2 separate regions of the Mus musculus genome follow, and region 1 is linked to region 2. Evidence: chromatin contacts called from public HiChIP or PLAC-seq data. All regions are on one chromosome and are shown on one strand. The core of a region is the stretch at or near the end of the contact, and the rest is flanking DNA. Distances in the headings are between cores, read along the strand shown.

Region 1 (2,886 bases), core at 271-2,770, 330 kb after region 2:
ACTCACTCTGTAGACCAGGTTGGCCTCAAACTCAGAGATTTGCCTGCCTTCTGCCTCCTAAGTGCTGAGATTAAAGCCGTCCCCACCACCATCTGCCCTGACTTGTTTTGAATTTAGTAGAATTGCACTGCTGTAAATAGTTGGCGGAGGTATCAAGGGCTACTTGATGTTTTAGTTTCTTAGAAGATTTCTAATAAACCACAATGAGATTCTACTTACACTCATTAAATGGTTACTAAGAAAATAAAACCAAAAAGACCCATAAACCAAACAAGTGCTCGCTAACAAAGCTATGGGAATCCTTGTGTGTTATTTGTAGGAAGATGAAATACTGTATCCACTATAGAAACAGTAAGGCTATTCCTCCAAAAAAAAATGTTTAAATAGAATTACCACATGATTCAGCAATTCTGATTGTGACTATGTATCCAAGAGAACCAAAAGCAGGATGGTAAAGAAATGTTTGTCTACCTAGGTTCATAGCAGCATTACTGACAGAGGTCGAGATGAGGAGGCAATCTACCTGTTCATCACCAAACAAGCAAAAATGTGGTAAGGGCATACAATGAACTATCACTGGGCTTTTAAAAGGAAGAGGATTATGCTATAAGCAACAACATGGATAAACCTTGAGGATGGTCTGCTAAACGAAACAAACCAGTTATAAAAAGACTGGAGGGATGGCTCAGCACGGAAAAACCATAGACTGCCCTTGAAGAACATCTGAGTCTGGTTCTCAGCCCTCATGTCAGGCGGCTCGGCACTGACAGAATTGAAGTTATATTTTTTGACACTGATACAAAATTTTATATATTGATACAAGTTTAAGGTTTTCATTGGTATAAGTCTTTTTAGGTTGATACAAAATTTAAGATTAATTTTATTACAACATGATATATGTATGACTCAGCTCTTCTATAGGTATTATGCCTATGCAACTCAGTTTAAAATACACAATTTAGTCCCACTCCTTTTCATGGCTGCTATTTACAAACTGTTTAAAATATTAAGTAGTGCAAGTTAATACTCAGAGAGTCAAACTGATGGTCATATTAGATACCAGTTTAGTTAATTACAATAAAATACTTTTAAGGTTATTCAGGGAGTAAATAGATAAAACTAAACAATGTTTGACAATGAAGATATACTATAAATAGTTGGTCTTCAAAAACCTCATGTAATCCGGGTGTGGTGGCACATGCCTTTAATCCCAGCACTCCGGAGGCAGAGGCAGGTGGATTTCTGAGTTCAAGGCCAGCCTGGTCTACAATGTGAGTTCCAGGACAGCCAGAGCTATACAGAAAAACCCTGTCTCGAAAAACCAAAAAAACAAACAAACAAACAAAAAAAACAAAAACAAAAAAACAAATGCCGCAGACCTTCTGGGTCCCTGTGTCTGCGTGGAATGTGGTCTCTCGAAGCAGGTGGGCAAAGCGTGGATGAGCGACAGACACACACACAGGAGAGTTCCTGTGGAATCTGAGTGTAATTTTACAACTGAGCATCAGACTTTTTATGCAGAGGACAATAAGGAAGTTGAGTGACATATTCCCAAGGTACAATTGAGGTAACCGGGATCTTACATAAAACAGAGGAATGCAAACACAAAAGGTCTAACCGGAACCACCCAGGATAGAATACATTGATAACAGCTGGGATCAACAAGGGCTCCACCTAAAATTCACTAATCTTAGAAGCCAGGGTCAAGGGCTTCCCGTCCTTGCCATAGTTCCTATTTTAGTCTCTTGTATAGTCCACCTTCCCCTTAGGCCATTGTAAATATGTGTGTATGGGTGTAACTCTGCTATAGTATCTATTCTGGTTTCTCCTTTGGTCTGAAACTTCCTTCTTCCTAAGTGATGGTAAATTCCTGTGTAAGGGAGTGACTTAGCTTTTACAATCTTGCTGAATTCCAAACCCTTGATCTTGGTCAAGGACGCCCTTGGACTGTTGGAACACTGGTGGAACACTTTAGCCATGTCAGAGCACTTATAGGAAAATACTGAAAGAGAGCACACGTGGATCCAACTCTAGACTAGTGCGGTAATGGAACTCGGGAATGAAAAATTAAAGTATGAGTAGAGAACACTAGACTTCAGGAGGAGAACTTCCTTGAAACTCTTTTGCCTCATGAGTGACTTTTAAGCCTTTCAGCTTGTCCAGTTGACTTGACCGGAGAGCATAGCAAACAAACAAACAAAAAAACCCAAACCCAAAACCAAAACCAAACAAACAAACAAACAAAACACACAAAAAACCCTCATGGTTCAACTGCAGACAATTTGTCCAGAAAGGACAAATGGATGCAGGGAAATCAACTGCTAAACTCTGCCAAGTTAGAATAAGAACGTCCTTTGTAATTCCTGCTTCTCAAAAGATCTGTCATATATTGTGGCCCAGAAGGTTGAAGATAGATGCTCTAATATTAGAGAGATGATATTGGGAACTGTCCAGGTGATCAGCTGTCTGTCATTTCTATGATTTCAGAAGCTGTGTTCCAGCATTTCCTGCATACTTGGGTAATATTTATTTCCTTCTTGGGCATCTGAGAGGCTTGAAGTGATAGTCTTACTATAAGCTTGTGTTGTTTAAGATTTAAAAAATGATCTAGGTCCAAGAAGATGTTTTTAAGATAATGAGATGAGTCAGGACAGAAAATGATTTAGATATAGAACTTTTTGGGGGGGGTGTTTTTGTTGAGACAAGGTTTCTCTGTATACTTGGCTGTCCTGGAACTTACTCTGTAGACCAGGCTGGCCTTGAACTCAGAAATCCACCTGCCTCTGCCTCCTAAGTGCTCTGGGATTAAAGGTGTGTGCCACCACTGTCTGGCAATATAGAACTTTAAACATACCAAAATAGGATAGATAATAAAATGATTTCAAA
Region 2 (2,806 bases), core at 77-2,576:
CTGGGCCTTGCCCTCGCCCCTCCTGTCCACTCCACCCCTACAATGAAGATAGTGGCCCACTCACGGAGCTGGCCCCTGCTTAGATCCAAGTTCCACTCTCCTCGTACCCAGCTGCCTTTTCTAGGCCCCCTGCCTAAAGTGGTCTTGAGCTACTTGCTTAGAATCAGGAAGAGACTTTTATCCAGGGATCTCCCTCCCACGTCTTCTCTCTCCAGGAACTGGAGGCCCCTTCTCAGGGGCCCAGCCCACCCAGTCTTCCAGAGGCTCAGAGGTCTGTCCGCCTGATTAATAAAGTTCCATGGCAACCAGGAGCTGGAAGGGTGGCAGATGGAAGAACAGGCAAAGGAAGGGTTGCAGCAGCTGGCCCAGCACCCCGCCCCTGCAGAGAAGGCCTCCCAATCAAGAGGCCTATCCCCAGAGGCCTGGAAGGCCAGGCCTGCACCTGGCAGAGCTACTAAGGAGGATCTCCCGAAGATGTCTCTAACAGTCACCCTCTCTCACCTCCAACAAGCAACTGTGCGCACTCCCTAGCCATAGGTTCTGCAGCAAGCCAGCAGACATCAGTTCAAATATCAGCCCCACCATCTGCAGCTGCGTGAAGCACTTCCCCATCTCTGGGCCTCAGTTCCTCCCTCTGGCAGATGGGCACGTGACAACACCCAGCTCACACCAGAATTGGGAATTTGGTGCCAAAGCCTGAGCGTGCACTAAGCAAGCACCAGCTGGATACACGTGAGACACAATCATTAATGGTTCCGACGCTCCGGTGAAGACGCCGAGGCCCGGAGCGAGGCTCAGCAAACAGACAGGCAAGGCAGTCAGTCAATGCGCGCCCCGGGGCGGAGCCCCGAGGCCCAGCCCAGGCTCCGCGCCGCCCAGCGCAGCAGCCCGTCCCCTCCCCCGCCCGCGCCTAGGGTCCGTACCGGCGGGCGGCCGAGAGCCGGGCGCGGTGCACTAGGCGCGGGTCGGGGCGCCTGCGGCGTGGCGAAGAGCAGCACGTCAGAATCGCGAGGGCCAGTGGGCGGCGCGGCGGGGAGCTGCGGGGCGCCGACATCGGGCGCGGTGGAGATGATGACGATCTGCGAGGAGTCGAGCAGCCGCAACGCGCCCGCCCCGAGCAGGGCCTCCAGCGCTGGCGCGTGCTGGCCGCCCGCGGGGGCTACGGCCATGGCGCTCACGGCCCGCGTGGCCCGGGAGGCAGGCGGCGGCGGCGGCGCGGGCCCATGACTGGCAGGCCGCGGCGAGGGCTCGATCCCGCTCCGCCCCGGCCGCCGCTGCCTGCAAAGTCCGGGCCACTTTTACGCGCCAAATCCTTTTTGCCGCGAAAGAGCCACGCGCCGCCGAACGCCTCCTCCATTGGCCGGGGCGGCTGTGACGACGGAGGCTCCGATGGCGAGCATTGGTTGCGGCGTGCGGGGCAGGAGACGGAGGGTGGGACCAGGGGCGGGGTGGCCAATCCCGGGGCGGGGCGCGCGCAGGCTTTGTCCGGGCGGTGCCGGGCGCCTTCTCCCCTCTGCCTCTCGCCGTGCCCTGCAGGAGGCGTGGGCAATGGGCCCCGCCCCTTCACCGCCCACTCGATGGGTGGCGGGTCTGGCGAAGCGAACAAACTTCGTACTCGGTTCTGCACGTCCCGCAGTCTCCACATGACCCCCTAAACTCTCAACCTGTGGTCTCCACCCCCTCAGTTTACAGCCCAGAGACTGCCTCTTCAGGCTCACCTCCAAAGCTCGCTTCAGCCACATCTCCGGTCTTAAGATCCATTTATTCCATTAGTTCACATCATGCTTTCTTCCCTATCCTGTCACCCAGAAGCCAAGCCCAAGAGGGGAGCCAGGAAATGAGTAAGGGATGTGTGGCTTTGATCTCAGTGTCTTTTTACTGAAATTTCTTTCGTAGCCAGAGCCCAGTTAGCGTTCATTCATTTGGTCACTCCACAATGGCGCCTGCCTTTAATCCCAGCACTTGGGAGGCAGAGGCAGGCGGATCTTCCCAGTTCAGGTCATCCAGAACTACACAGTGAGACCCTGATCTCAAAAAAAAAAAAACGCCTGAGAGCGTTCACTGTCCCATCCTCAGTCCAGACCTTGACTCATGACTTAGTGAAAAGGAAAAAAAGGAAACACAGAAGCAGCAGATGTTTGCAATGTGAAGAGATTGGTCCATTAAAGTATCTCCTCTCATAGGGAGGTGCAGGGGCGAGGAGGGTGCGTATGGTGGTGCCTTTAATCCAGAGGTCCTCCATCAGCATTTCTGATTGCTGGGGTCAGCCCGTCTGATCAGCATTGTGGTCCTCTCTACTAGGCATCTTGCCAATACTGGGAATAGAAACATGAAAGGTTTAACAAGACCCACAAACTTCCTGTCCTTGGGGGTGGGGGAGATGACCACAAGAAGAGAGTAAGTAGCTGACAATATTCAAGTCCCCAGGTCCAGTGTAAGCTACAGGGAGCTCTCAAGCCGGGTTACTTTCTCCATGCTTCATGCTACTTAATCTTGGCCCCAACTCTGACCACATTACTCTGAGCTGGCTTAGCAGGGGCTGCTTCTCAGGCCCTTTCTGGGTATGAGAGAATTGGAGGCTGAGGGCAGAGGTGAGCAAGGACGCAATAAGGGGGCTGTGATGTTCCAGGGCCCAGAAACACCAAGGCACGGGTTAACTTTGAACCACCCCGGTTTGGCCAATTTAGAATCAATCCCCAGCCAGGCCGCCCTCTCCCCTTCTTGTTTTTTTTTTGGTTTGTTTTGATTGGGAGGGGTGGGTTTTTAGTTTGTGTTTAGAGACAGGGTCTCATCTGGCTCTGGTTGC

The links. HiChIP or PLAC-seq counts read pairs in DNA pulled down with a chosen protein or histone mark.
Region 1: an H3K27ac HiChIP or PLAC-seq map of embryonic stem cells shows a contact between it and region 2, with 5 read pairs. The contact joins the enhancer-like site here to the promoter of E2f1 in region 2. A contact is called at or near these places in 4 of 484 Hi-C or Micro-C datasets (CD4 T cells, cardiomyocytes, embryonic stem cells and 1 more), 5 of 115 datasets of contacts at active chromatin or transcription factors (bone marrow-derived macrophages, embryonic stem cells, memory CD8 T cells and 1 more) and 1 of 9 other capture datasets (liver).

Annotation. Positions count from the first base shown.
Region 1 is chr2:154,897,666-154,900,551 of GRCm38.p6, forward strand. No RefSeq gene overlaps it. Among named protein-coding and RNA genes, the nearest start is that of Eif2s2, 6.2 kb to the left of the region's middle. Within about 2 kb of position 1,521, at least 12 of the 459 cell types and tissues checked have an H3K27ac peak or open chromatin away from gene starts, as enhancers often do. A contact at or near this core is called in embryonic stem cells, where this site is marked.
Region 2 is chr2:154,568,566-154,571,371 of GRCm38.p6, forward strand. E2f1 (E2F transcription factor 1) reads right to left here and starts at 1,327. Exons shown (of 7, transcript NM_007891.5): 1 at 924-1,327. The coding sequence starts at 1,169.